Linked DNA regions of Zea mays: region 1 is linked to region 2. A link is a contact called in public Hi-C data. All regions are on one chromosome and are shown on one strand. The core of a region is the stretch at or near the end of the contact, and the rest is flanking DNA. Distances in the headings are between cores, read along the strand shown.

Evidence for each region. A called contact is a pair of places that touch in the nucleus more often than the background predicts.
Region 1: a Hi-C map of leaf shows a contact between it and region 2, with 5 times the contacts expected there. The contact joins the promoter of LOC100282053 here to the promoter of LOC103636299 in region 2. A contact is called at or near these places in 2 of 25 Hi-C or Micro-C datasets (bundle sheath and leaf).

The regions. Positions count from the first base shown.
Region 1 is chr8:165,464,928-165,472,438 of Zm-B73-REFERENCE-NAM-5.0, forward strand. It overlaps LOC100282053 (esterase D), which reads right to left and starts at 3,300. Exons shown (of 8, transcript NM_001411983.1): 1 at 2,990-3,300; 2 at 2,787-2,904; 3 at 643-690. The coding sequence starts at 3,148. It overlaps LOC103636304 (a long non-coding RNA gene), which reads left to right and starts at 4,407. Exons shown (of 3, transcript XR_557928.2): 1 at 4,407-4,742; 2 at 4,825-4,980; 3 at 5,072-5,144. It overlaps LOC111590096 (small nucleolar RNA Z105), which reads left to right and starts at 6,050; the gene lies at 6,050-6,117.
Region 2 is chr8:165,303,204-165,310,489 of Zm-B73-REFERENCE-NAM-5.0, forward strand. LOC103636299 (high chlorophyll fluorescence 153) reads right to left here and starts at 3,150. Exons shown (of 2, transcript XM_035961886.1): 1 at 2,648-3,150; 2 at 2,112-2,558. The coding sequence starts at 2,902. The coding sequence ends at 2,373. It overlaps LOC103636298 (glucan endo-1,3-beta-glucosidase GII), which reads left to right. Exons shown (of 2, transcript XM_008658654.3): 2 at 1-421. The coding sequence ends at 210.

The DNA.
Region 1 (7,511 bases), core at 2,050-4,549, 160 kb after region 2:
GTAGAGATTGGACTAGTGAAAGTGCTGTTCAGTGCAACGTCCTTATACATGTCACACTAGTCATAACAAATATCATGCATTGCCTAAAAAAAAAGTACCATCATATAGTGAGGTAATGGCGAAAGTGTCTCTAGCTGAGTTGGTTAGGTGGTCTGAGTAGCACTCTTTAGGTCCTAAGTTTGATTCCCCGTAGGAGCGAATTTTAGGCAGAAGTTAACAAAATCCCCTCGTCTGAATGTCTGATGCACGCCAAAGTGCAGGTCTAAGGTCCAGCCCCATTCGTTCTCACATGGGCTACGATGCCACTGTGTATGAGTGCAGCAAGTGTTCGGGGGGTTTTCTCGACCTATGTGAGAAGGTCTTCTTATGTAATGCCCAAGGGTTGTACCCCCGCGCAGGTCAAGTTTTTATATATATATGTAGTGAGATAATGGCATAATGCAGAGTAGTGTAGCCTATAAGCTGCTGCTGAATTTGTGAAATAACAATTAAGGGAGGCAGATGATGGCATAATGAAATCATCATAGGGTAACTTGTCAAGTTGGACATTTAATGAAGTTTGCAAAGTCAAGAGACCATATATTTGTACAAAATGCAAAACTTATAGCAATATTATCTTAGTTAGAATCCTTCGTTCCTTACCCACACCAAAATCATAGCTGTCTGACTCTCCTTCAATATTTAACCCACCTGCATGAGCCAAAGAAAAAGAGCAGTGAGAGAACAGAACTCATTTACAGTAATAAGAACATAATAAGCATATAAAGTGTATCCTCAATGATGAAAGGTGAAAACTATTAACAGAAATGAGATCACACTGAGCATACTACAAATCATTTGCAGGAAAAGGAACAGACACTGCAGTAAGTGATCAACAGAACCCTGGTTATATGGTAAATTAGGAAATAATCATTACTGTTGGTTATGCAACTAAATCAACTCTAAATTATCAATTACATTTAGGCTGGGGAGATAAAAACATTTCATAAGTGCTCTCGGGGTGTCTTCGGCCCCGTTTGGATCCACTTCTCGGCGGCTTTTGGTGGCCACAAGCAGCTTTTCAATGCCAAACGCGCCGCTTCTCCGAGCGCTTCTAGTGGAAGCGCTTCGTTGGGCCGCAGTAAATGAACGGGGATGGAGAAGCGGCTCTAGGCCTGCGTCGCGAAGAAGCGCCTGATGCCTGCGCCCGTTCTCATTCCTCTCGTTCGCCGACGTCGCTAGGGTTTCCGTTTCTCTTCCAACCCGCGCCGCCGTTGGCACTCATCGACTCGCGTCCTCTCATCGAGGTTTTGTGTCTAGCTGAAGGGTGACATCGCCGCCACTCGCCATCCTTGCCTGCGTGGAGGTCCTTCGGTCCCAGAGCGCACAACTGCCGGCCAACGAGCTGGTCTCTGTTCCCCACTGCCCCATCGCCGCCGCACACCTTTGGCCACTGGCGACGCGATGTTGACCGTGTTCGAGCACGTTCGAAGTTCAAGGTCTCATACTGGATCCCTGTTCCAGCTGTTTGCTGCTAGTCTCGTCCATTCTACCTTGAAGAACCATGTATTAATTTGGAGTGCTCTGCTGATGTGATTCCCACAAGCAATTAGGTCTTAGTTGTCCCTCTAAATTACTTATTCTTCTTCATCCAATTACGTGCTCATTAGTTAGACAATGTACTTTTTTATCATATTTATTTTCAGAATATGTTCTTCGAAAATCCGTCCATCCAAACACCTAGATTCTAACCAGCAGTTTCTCCTCACAACTAGGTTGCCAAACACCCAGATTATTACCAGTCAGCTTCTCACCACAGCCAGCTTATCAGAAAAGCTCGTCAGAAAAAAGCCGATCCAAAAAGGGCCTTCAACTCTTCTGCTGGTAAGATTGTATTGCTCATACCAATCCCAGGGAAAAAAAAATATAGTTGTGGGACCACTTATAACATTACCCTGTAAGATACCAACACTTCAGGTAGTAAAACATTGTTCCTTAAGCTCTCTAATATATGTGTGTCATGAATTTATCAAATCAATTTTTAGGAATACAAGTCCTGACAATTCCTTCAAAAAAAACAAGTCCTGACAAGTCATAGATAGCATAACTATGGTATTAAAACTAATTCACAGGTATACAAAGGATGAGCTACCTCACTCCTCACATGAATAAATGGCTCTAACCTCTACCATACAATTGCTGGTTATGCCACATAAATGGACCAACAATAGTGGAAAGTCACTAGTAGGTGGTAGAGCAATGAACAAATACCACTATGAACTTTAGAGCCTTGCTTGACAAGTCCCCAATAGGGGAACATGTCAGATTACTCTGCCCTTTTGGGGGAGGTGACACTTATAAAATTGAAAGACATTTGATGAGCATTAGGTCCACCGAGTTAAAAATAATGTGCTTACAGCTTACTAACACCTTTCAAAACATAACTCTACTCCCTGCACTTAGGTAGGAACCAGTTGCACGCTGAACCTATCAAAAGGAGTGTGATAACAGGACCGATTCTAAATGGACCTCTCGTAATCTCGTTGCACGTTGGAATTCGGCAATCAGCCAGACTATGGAGGCAAACACTAGTAGCCAGACCGCCACTTACTCGAAGGGGGGCACAATAAACACTGCCACTAGCCCACTAGTGAGACTACCGTTCTCAAAGCACAAGACTGAACCTCCACAGTTTCGGGGAAAAAACAGAGAAGGAATCGTAAGTATCTTCCGGACACAGATGGGCAGGCATAAACCCTAGAAACCCTGTACAGTCAGAGGGAGGAGTTGGCTCAATTTCGACATACGTGGGGAGGTGTCAGGTGCCACGAGGGCGATGCCGTGGGCAGCGGCGGCGCGCTGGGCGCCGGACTTTATGATGAAATTCTCGTCGGTGCAGGTGAGACCCGAGAGCCAGTACAGCACCTGCAAAGCATCCATAGGACACCACGTCAGCACATATTAGCCCAGAGAGAAGGAGGATAGGGAGAAAGGGCGGCGGCGCACTCACGGGAAGGTTGGACGCCGGGGACGGGGGCAGGTAGATGGAGAAAGTCATGGCGCAGCCAAGGGTGGCGCTCTGGTGGCGGAAGCGGAGATTGAAGCCGTCGAACATCTTGCTGCTGCTTAGCTGCTCCAGCGCCGCCGCCGTAGGAGGGGCCACCGCCATCGCTCGATCCGTGCCGCGCCGCGCCGCGCCTTCGGCTTCGCCTTCCTAGTTCCGATGCGGTGGAGATGTGGAGGATGAGGGGAGTTCCAGACTCCAGAGTGGAGACTGGTGACTGGTGAGTGGTAACTGGCGTTGGGCGGAGCCGCAGACCGGGGTCGAGGCAGGAAATATTCGAGGCTCGGTGGGCCTTATCAAACCTGGTATGGGCCGAAAGCACGAGCCCGCAAATTTGCCTGGAGTGGAGTAGGCCTTCTGAACAGTGGTGCACTGTCGTCAGCAACGATCCGTGACCCACTCGATCAATTCCTCGCGATTCCGTTCCCTCTCCAAAAAAATCTCTATCTCTACTAACTATTAAGAGCACAATGTAGACTGTCCCGCTCTCGCGCGCCCGCGCGCCAGCGAAACCTCGCTCCCGCAACGGCCTCCCGCACGCCCCGCCATCCTCCGCTACCGAAACGCCGCAGCCGCCGCGATATCCGCACCCACGCTGCCACGCATCCCGCGCGCCGCAACCCTTTGTCCAACGCGGATTCCGCCGCAGCCTGGCACCTAACCACCGTCGCGATTTTAGTGGGAAACCCCACGACCACCGCGGATTCAGCACCCACGCTCGAGGTACTATCGCCCAACATACTGAACCTCTCGTCGCTGCCGCTCAAGAGCCTTATCATGCCACTGCCGGGCTTCGAGGAGGTCGCGGCCACCGAGGACCTCGCCATCACCAAGAAAGGGGTTCTACCTCCACTCGTCGCCGCGCAACAATGCCGGCGTCGACGGTGACCTGCAGCCGCCTCCCAGGCTGCTCCCACTCTTTCCCGTGCAGTTGCCGACCGGCCGGCCGTGAGTACGTGAGTGCTTCTTGGCTTCCCCTCCCTTTCCTCTAGGCTGGCTCACTTCCGCGTGGTATGCTCTGCTGCTCGCTGGTAATCGCGATGCTCCTCAAGTTAGAGGTCGACCAAATCTGTGAGCTAGGTTCGGTCAACATTTTAGGGTATATGATCCTTGATTTATTAGTTCCAAGAAAAGAAAAAGGAAGTTCTTGGACGACTCTGTTGCCAATATTCCCATTTAAATTGAATGTTGTGCTAACAAGATAAAAACTTCATCCCAAATGGAATGTTCATTCTATTTTTTGTCCTAAGTCAATCCACCTTAAATTTGGCAAAGTTTATACAAGAAAATACCAATTAAATAATTAATCATGTTTATATCAGTATCTCACCATCTAAGCACCATTAGATTCATCATGAAATAAGAAGTTAAATCTTCACATCATTACTCTGGTTAACGTGGGAGAATCAGCTCCATTAAAGCAAACATGGAAGCCGCCTTTTGGTGTGAACATTAAGTTTTATTATACAATATATGAAGTAGACTTTCCTGCTCTCCTATGGGAGGGCGCATGATTCAGCACATTTATTTCCAGTTCTGTGTGCTTGCCAATCAACTACTTCACCTTTGTTCTATTGCAAATATTTGGTATGGACATTTGATGTTTTTGTTATATTGCAGTATTGAATTTGATCGTGATGATGAACTATTTGCTACCGCTGGAGTCTCGAAATGTATTAAAGTCTTCGAATTTTCTACTGTAAGTTTGCTTTGTCAGGACATGTCCATTTCATAGTTCATTGTAATTGAGAATAGTAAGGTTGATTTGCTTCATTACTTAGGTTGTTAATGAACCATCAGATGTGCATTGCCCAGTTGTTGAAATGGCTACCAGATCTAAACTTAGTTGCCTGAGCTGGAACAAGTACTCAAAAAATATTATTGCAAGCAGTGACTATGAGGGTATAGTAACTGTGTGGGATATTCAGACCCGTCAGGTATCCACTCTCTATTCGACAGTTCATTCTGCAATGGCTGTATTGTAATTCAAACTGAGGCATATGGTTTATGTGTATTATGCCATGCTAGAGTGTGATGGAATATGAAGAGCATGAGAAGAGAGCATGGAGTGTTGATTTTTCTCGCACAGACTCTTCAATGCATCTAATGGTTAGGTCATAGACTCATAGCTACACCTAATTCCATGCTAGAATATAGTATGTCCTTATTTTTTTGTGTAAATCTAATATTTTTTGCTTCACACTGTTTATGCATTAACGAGAGAAACTATTGACGCGATGAAGGAATCGCGAGTTCAAGATGTCCTTGTTTCGATACATTTGGTTTGTATCATATGACACCATTTTGTTCATGCAAAAACTATACCAATGTCCTACTCTATAACTGTATATTATTTTTAGTTAAGTGCACATAAGAATGGAATTCCAAGAGTTCTGTGCAGAAGCAGTTAGTGTGCACCAGCTTGAAGCATTGGATAGATGGGAGCAACATGTGTGATCTGCTTATCAATCAATGCCAGTTCATCTGGTGGTCAGAATGTTGTCGGTGAGAGTTCCCATCCCAGCGTCGAGGATTAATAATTTATCTGTTGGTGGGTGATGAGCACCGGGTAGTAGAATAAAGGAAAACATGTTGGCATAAAATAGAAGCAGCAATTCGGGTTCCTTACTGTCCTATTGGCAAGGCCGTATTGGATTTGGAGGAGGGCACATGGGCCTCTAAGTGCCCGTTTGGATATTTTCTACTATCACTGAACTAATACTATAGTAGATTTCCGTAGGGTTTTTTTTATATGATGTGTCACATATGCTCAACCTATGCACTGGCCAAAGTGAGACCGACGCGAAAACATGGATATGAGCTGAAGCAATAGTGGTAGTTGAGCATATGATGGTTGTTGGTTGTCTTCACCATCTCTTCGATGGCTGAACCATGGGGATAGTCGAGGCATTTATCTGAGAGAACTCTAAGCAACTGATTTTCCCTGCTTTCGTTGTTGTTCTGATACAAGTTTTAGTTTATTTATTGACGGAAGTTTCTATAGTGCGGGCATAATGAGGAAGACCTTGATGTGTCTGATCTAATTGATGAGAAATACCTTCTACTCATTCTGAATGCCCGTTTACTGTATGTTACACTTGTTTCTTTGTATAGACCCAACTATTTATTTGTTTGTTTCTTCGTATAAATCAGCCGAATGATTAGGTGGGAAAGGGAGGATTCCAAGTTGTACGTGCAGTGGCGACAACGAGTGGAGCTACAAAGAAAAGATTGAGTTCACGACCTACTTCGCATCGGAGATCTCTGAAGGGCTGCTCTTTGAGATGGAGGACCAGATCCCTTCGCTCGCTGAGCTTGTTAAGTTCGGCAGTTTGCTGGATTTCCATCAACAATGCTCAGAAAGATACATGTACAAGGATTTAGGCTAAATTTTTTCCATTTTTTATCGTTATTGGTATGTAAAAGAACTTGTTTTTATGTGTCCCATGTGGTGTGTGCCGAGAGATGCATACGGTTGTACTTGACGAAGTGATTTACTGAAGCATATTCTCATGAAGCTCGTTATTCAGTTTAGAATCAAGTTTGAAGAACTTGGGTGTTCAAAAACTGAACAAAGATGAAGTGCGGAAAAATGCCATGGAAATATTGGAGTCTAAAATAGGGAATTGGATTCATTTCATGTGAATTGATGTAAGTAATTTACCTCAGAGGTATGTTGCTATGGTATAATACTGCTTTGGTGACATTTGGCTCTTCTTGAGACAGGTCAAACTTCTTTTTGCTGGGGAGTGGCAGCTTTGCGACCAAGTTTTTGAATGTTGTCAATCTGGCTGCTCTACTTAGTTGCAGAGAGGCAATTGGTATGAGTAAGCAGTAGTATGATCACTAGGCATGTAGGGAAAAATAACTCAAACATGACTGACTCTTTGGTGCTATGGCATTATAGCTGATGTTGATGTCAATTATTGCAATACTCTGTTCTTTCGTATGAAGATGAAGCATGACACGTTGAATGTCGGGGGTCCTTATATGGGTGCACTCTTCTTTGGTGGGCTTATGATCATGTTCAATGGTTTATCTGAGCTGACGCTAATTGTCTTCAAGCTGTCTGTATTCTTTAAGTAGAGGGATCTCCTTTTCTTTCTGGCATGGTCCTACATTATACCTCATGGATCCTCAAGATACCCATATTGTTACCGTTTCATCCTTGTTTTTATTTACTGTTTATTGGAAATATGATCTAATATGTGCTTTCATGTAAGTATAACTTTTTTTTGTCTTATTGACTGTACAAATGTCACTTTAGTCTAGAAAACGTGGAAAAGTGCTTCATTTGTACACTTGAGCTTTTTTGTTGTCTATTGCCATATTCTTCTGGATGATCAGCCTCTTTCGGGTAGGTTGTTCTCAACATAGTATTTTCTTTTCTCAATGGTCCATCTCGTTCATTTGGGCCTACGCATTCAAATTTGTAGATAGAAATCTACCTTCCATAGAGAAAACCTAG
Region 2 (7,286 bases), core at 1,900-4,399:
GGCGCCACCCTGGACAACGCGCGGACGTATAACCAGAACCTTATCGACCATGCCAGTAAGGGCACGCCGAGGAAGCCGGGGCCCATGGAGGTGTACGTGTTCGCCATGTTCAACGAGGACCAGAAAGACGGGGACCCTACGGAGAAGAAGTTTGGGCTCTTTAATCCGGACAAGACACCAGTTTACCCTATTAATTTCGCAGGAAATTGAGTAGAGCATGTACGCATGGGTACATAAAATAAAGGGTTATTAATTAAAAAATAAAAACGACTTTCTAGATGTAATACATATAAATATTTTTTTGCCAGTTGTCTTTTGACAAAGTATTTCTTGACTGTCAACGGATTACCAGTAACAGGATCCGCACTTAGTACAGGATATCGACAGACAGACCCACTTAGTGTGTGTTTGGTTTGGCTCTTGGCTTTGGATTTTGTCTCTAAAAACTAAAAGTCAAGCCAAACGACTGGATCCAGAAAATAGCTTTTCTAAAAGTCAATTTTCTCACAGTGCAAAAATGAAAACACCTCCGGACTTGTTTTTAATGTCTTTCAGATGGAACTAACTGTGAAAACATATATCGAAAAACTTTTAACGATTTTTAGTGGTTTCGACTAAACATTTTTAGCTTTTTAACAGCTCACAGCTCACAGGACCGGCCCTGAGCCCATGCAAGAGGCGAGAGCCGGGGCCTAATATTTAGTATCTATATCACAATATAATACACAAGTTTACATTTTACAAAACTCATCCAACAAAATAATCCACATACTCATAATCTTTACTAAATCCACCAAACAAATTGCACTCATACTTACACAACATCAAAATTAACGGTTCAGATCGTTGAATAACATTATCTCTATTGCGCACTCAAATTTAATGGACAATATTATTTGGATCATCCTTCAACCCTCCCCTCCTCACGTCTACACCGTCGTCAACCCCTCCCCTTGCGCCACCACCGTCGTCGTTCACCCCACTCTTCCCCTTCTTAGGAACGTAGCATTAGCACGTGCTATATACTAGTAGTAAAATAGTATAGGTAGCTAAAAAGCCGGTAGGACTGGGCACACGGACGCACGAGGCACAAGGACCACGCGACACATGTTGCCCACTGCCCAGTCATCACGCTCACGTCGTCGCGCGTCTGTGCGACCATACCATCAACGTGATCGTCGTTCGCCATCTCGCCAATCCAACCCTCCAGGATTCTAGGGCGTTGGGCGCCACTGCTCCATCCTCCAGGCACGCACGGTCGAGCAATCAGGATTCATGTTATTTTGTGGCCGTCGTTCTTATTTCTCAACTTGCAAAGCTAATTTGCATCGATGTATATTATCTAACGTCTTAGATATTTTAAAACCCACTTTCAATGCACATCATCATTTACATACGATGTACTAATTTGTTCCGCTGCATATCATATAACTTTTTATATAGTCTAGAGGGTCCATCATTATCAGTTCGCATGGGGCCCTCAAAATCATAAGACCGGGGCTGACACCCCACAACAGCTTTTTTAACGGCCACAGTCCAACCAAATATACCTAAAGATCCGCACTTGACAAAGTTTTAGTTTTTATTCAGCTGTCGTTTCCTTTTTTAGGAGCCACCTCTCCTCCCATTAGTATCCTTTCGATCACGTTTTTGTTGTGCTCGCTTCAATTCCCACCGCGACAGTGGAGGGTCTAGGATTTAAACATAGAGTAGCCAAGAATAATTTTTTTGATAAGTAATATTGTGTATAATTCGATACCATATATATATAGTTTTCACCAATTCGATCTTTGAGTAGAAAATAACTAAAATATCTTATAACACATTTGATCCTTTAAATTAGGTTGTAAATTGCATAGATTTATTTCTTTAGACTTAAATGCTAAGTAGTAGTTTGTTTTTAACCAGACTACAGGTAGTCGAGAGCTCGTTACTTCTATGTCATCGGCCCCACATGTCATACACAAAAAAGTATACATACATGTTACTCAATAATACATAAGGAATGAGTATAAAATCTGATGGCATAGTAGGAATTTTTCCATCTAAATTACCCCTGGATCGGCCACTGACCCGGACCACGCTTCTGTCCACTATGATTGCACAGGCGATAAATTAAAATTCTTGAACTCGTTAGATTGCTCATATGGATATACATTAAATTTGAAGTACTCAGATGTGCTTCGGCGTGGGCTTTGAAGAGGAGCCTTACAAGAATTCAAAACACTACGTCGTCACGAACCTTTGGTGCACATAATCCTAGCAAAATATACCGCCTGCATTAATTGCATCGCACGTGGCAGGAGTGCCGGCTACACAGATGATGACGTATTCCCTTGTTTATATTAATTACCTGTAAATCAGAACCAACACTATTGAGAAGAGAACACTCGTCTTCTCGGCCTGTTCCTGGTGCGTGGACCGACAACGGCGGGCTCCTCCTCCACCACCACCGGCAGGTCGACCCCCTCTTCCTCCTCCCCATCGTCGTCTTCCTCACCGGCACCGTCCTCGTCGGACGCCTCGTTCTCTTCCAGTATCGCTCGGTTTATCTCCATCTGCATGGAGTTTACATGTATATATATGTAGTACGTTTGTTGGTAGCAGTAACAGAAGCAGCGCGAGCGCTGCGTTGTACACGTCGTACCTCCCTCAGGAAGCGGTCGTCGAGGTCGTCGGCGACGCGGGCGGCGGTGACGAGCGTGCCGACGAAGAGGGAGAGCGGAAGCACGAAGGCGAGGATGAGCGCGTTGGTGCTGGGCGGCCCACCGGCCCGCACCACCATGAGCCGGCCCCGCCGCCGCCGCCGCGAGGCTCCCGGCACCGGCCTGGCGCAGCTGCTGGCTCGGACAAAACGAGGTGGCTGGGAGAGTGCTCGGACGACGTGGGCGCCCCGCGCCATGGGCTGCTCTCAGAATCGGAGGCTCCCAGACGCCAGACGTGAGCGGGCAGCGGTTGCCTGCCTTATCCGGTGGTGCTGTCTGCTGTGGGACTGTAGGAGGGGAGGGGAACCGCATTGGATGTCACGAAGAGGCCCGCGTATGGCACACACGGCCCAACATAGCGTGGGAGGTCTCAGCCCAACGAAACAACTACCTTAGCTGCTGGGCTGCCGAAATAAATATTCAACGGTACGGCGTGCCATGGACAGCAGCAGAAATGCGGACCGTTTTTTGTTTTGTTGTTGAACACACACACAAAAAAAAAAGGAATTGTGACCCGAATCCATTTGGACTTTTTACTACTCCGCAGGCGAGAATCTGCGTCCAAAAAAACGGCGCCACGGTATATATTTTATTCGCATCCATAAAAAAATTAAGTAAATAACGAAGAGGAAATTGGCATCACGCAAGCACATGAGGCACGTGAAGTGTGCATATCCCACTCCATCCTGCCGGGCGGCGTCGGGTCGCCATCGGTAGTAGATTCGGGCGGCGTGGCGTCGATGGGAGTGGAAGAAAAAGGAAGGTGTAGCCGCCGCTTGAAATTTGCACGAGGGAGAAACTAAACGGAACCTGCCTTGCCCACCCCCGCCCGTCACCGGTTCCCTGCTGCGGCCGGCGCCATATCATGTCCATTCCCTCGCGCCGCCGTCACGTACGTCACCGGACCTCGTCACCCGTGCTACGTCCGTCCCTGCGTCACCGCTGGCGCCACGCGTGACGCATGGTGCTCCGTGTGTTGCCGGCGGCGGCGCCCTCCATGACGTCAAGTGTTACGTGCCGGCTCGGATTGGCCGTGCAACAAAATCCATTCATTCGTTAACACGCTAACAGTAACATTTGAGTGTGACGGAAGACGGGCATTGGCCAATAATGATGACGTACGTACACAGAGAGATGGACGCCAGATCAGTTAGCACGTACGTCGTACTAGCAGCAGGCAGCTTAGCTAGCTAGACAAGCGTTTTGCACGTGGCCGATCGATCGAAAAGACGGGCCAGCGCCGGTGGCCGGACATCATCTGTCCCTCGAGGCCCGCCGCGCCCAGCGGTTTCGGAGAGCCTTTGTCGTTTCAATCGTTCGTACTTTGTTACGGAGAAAAAAATGAAAACTTTCTCGATATATACAAATTAGTCAAACTATTTAGTGTTTCTTGTGATGTTTTAGAACTTAAATAATTCTTTAGCAACTTTAACTTTGAAAAAGTTTATTTCAGATAATGCAACAGTCATAAACATAGGATATGTTTGGTTGCCTGCTCCAGCCTGAGCCTAGCTCAGTGAGAGGACCAGGGTCAAGAGAGCCCGCATATAATGAGCTAACCTAAGATGTTTGGTTGGCTGATCAAAATAAACCTGACTCATATGATACATTATTTAGTTCTCATTTTTTTAGCTTGGCCCAATTGAGTTACCGCCAATTTTGATGTGTTAGATGTCGTTCCCGCCAAATTTCAAAAATTTAAGCATTATTAGAAAAATTACAACGGATTTAAACTAAAAATATAATTTTGACCCATAAATTAAACTAATTACAATCATCTAAATATGATTTACGCCCATAGATTACAACAGATTTTGAATAATACCCCATCAGGTCTCTGTACAGTAGGAGCAACTTACATAAACATAAATTGAAATAAATTACAACAGATCCTTTGTAATACAATCATTTGAATATGATTTTGAAATAATAAATTGAACAGATTTGAACTAAAAATATGATTTTGAAACATAAATTGAACTAATTACAATCATTTGAATATGATTTACAACCATAGCAACTTACCATTAGAGAAAAATGACAATGAATTACAATAATATGAATTAAACAGGAGCTTGTGTTACCGTGCTAGTTGTAATTAGATCATATGATTGTAAACAGATCATGGTAAACACCTCCTGCTAGTTGTAAACAGATCATGGTAAACAGGTCATTGTAAACAGATCATAAACAGAAACATAAATAGAAAAGAGAAGAAAAGAACATAAACGGAAGGAAATCAATGGGGAGTGGAACAGAGAATATCATCAGATGGGTTCCTATAAATGACGACATTGAGAAGATCGCTGAGAAGAAAGAACCTTCTCAGTGCCATATATAGGAACATTTATAGGAACATCTATATATGGAAACAACATATGGCACTAAGAACAGAAACAACCATTTAGTATTGTAAACAGATCATAATCATAAACATTGATTTGTATGAAATATGGTAACAACATAAACAGAAGAAAAGAACCCAACTTTTGACCATACATGGGGAGTGGGTTCTTTTATACTTTGCCTCAGAAATTATTATCAATTCAAATCACTTGATCAACTCATGAGAGTAATACAATAAATTGCCTCAGATTTGTATGAATAAACACCTCATTTGACCATACATGGGAAAACATAGGGCAGATGGAGAAATCAGATTAAAGGATAGAGTATGTTTGGTTGCGTGACCCAAAATAAAACATAGACTGGAAGAAAACCAAGAGCAAGGAAAACAAAGCAGTAAGTCAACCTCCCATGAATGGCCATTAGTCAAACATATTTCATCATAGGCAAAATTCACAAAATGAGCAAGGAAAACAAAGCAACAAGTCATACTCCCTTGATTGATCATCATTATAAAACATATCATCATAGGCAAGTAAAGGCAACAGTTCAATATAAAATCATCACAGACCAGTAGAAAAGTCTCAGAATTATTAATTATCATCCACAGTTCCAGATTCAGTGCCATAGGCATAGAGCAAAGTATTAGGCGTATATCAAAGTACTACGCATAGAGCAAGGTATTAGGCATCATAGACATAAGACTGGTCTGCTCAAATCTTTGCAAGGTGCTACCTTAGCCAAAGCACACGGTGTTTAGGCTCCATCTTCACAAAGCCATCACCTTGCCTTTTGTTGTCCAATAGGTAGGTAAGGCAAGTCATCAAGTCCTCATCAGTGAAACCTGGAATACTCATGCAAATTTGATACAGATCAGGGTGGACATTTATGGTCTGGACTACAACAGGTGCTTGGACAGCTTCAGCCAATTTGTTCACAGCTCCAGTAAGCCCTGTCATAATCCCCAACTCTTCATCATTGAGTCTCCTTTTCTTTCCATATGATCCATAGGAACTACCAGCACCAGCACCACTATGAGAAGGGTTGGCACCAGCAGAACCAGAGGCAGTAGTACCAACAAGACATGGTTCTTCAAATGCACCAGCACCTTCAGTGATATCTGAGATGGTGCCAAGGGGCTCATTTGAGGCCATGGCATACTTGCGAGTAGCTTGCCCAGCTCCAAATATAATATGCATCTGCACATAGTTTTCAATTGGCACATTGAGGAATTCATCATCTTTTGGGTTGTCTTTTGTATGGCCCAGCAAGTGTTCATCATCAAGGATGATTATGAATGTATTCTCATCCCAATGAGCACCGCTTAGGTCCTTGAGCCTACAAACCCTGATCCATTTTTTATGCCACTTCCTCAAATGATTGTAGACCTGGATGCCTGTGACTTCTTGGCCACTGAATTCAGTCAATGCCTTGGCAATAGAGTTGACATGGACCTCCTTGAACCCTTTATTCGTTTTTACTCCTTGCCCAACCAAGTCTGCAAACTTCCTCAGGATATAGGCTGACATCACAGGGGTCCAGCGCATGGCAGTCCTTGAGGTACTACCAGCAGGAACTTGCTCAACTTCCATAGTCTATATACAATTGATAAGACATTTATAAAATTGAAGTCATAAGAAGAGGTAATGAAATGGCATCATAGCATAGGACCAATTTTCTCAGCATATAAAAAATAATTAAGCTTCAAAGTAGAAAGTACAATTTCTCAGATTGTAAGGCTGATAACAAAAAACATTACTGCAGATCACAATTTCTCTCAGCATATAAAAAATGATACAGTTTCAAGACAACAAACAAAAAGCATCACTGCAGATCACAATTTCTCTCAGCATATAAAAATAATTAAGTTCCACAAAAAAACATCACTGCAGAGTACAATGTTTCTCAGATTGTAAGGCTGATAACAAAAAATATCACTGCAGAGTACAATGTTTCTTAGAATAAGACCACAAAGAAATTACACACGGCTAGACCCCCTATGCTGCCACATTTGAGTTGATATAGCATCTATTTGTTGGGTCCAAGTTTGGTTATCATGAACTGCATCAATGGCACCTTCCACATTGGCAATGTTTGGAGCCCAAGTGTAGATATATTATAATCTATATGTAGTTGTTGGTACTCTAGATTATATAAATATAGATTATTCATAAAGACAACATTACCCTTGTTTGTTTATGTGAGGTGAGGAAAGAAGGATGTCATATATTATAA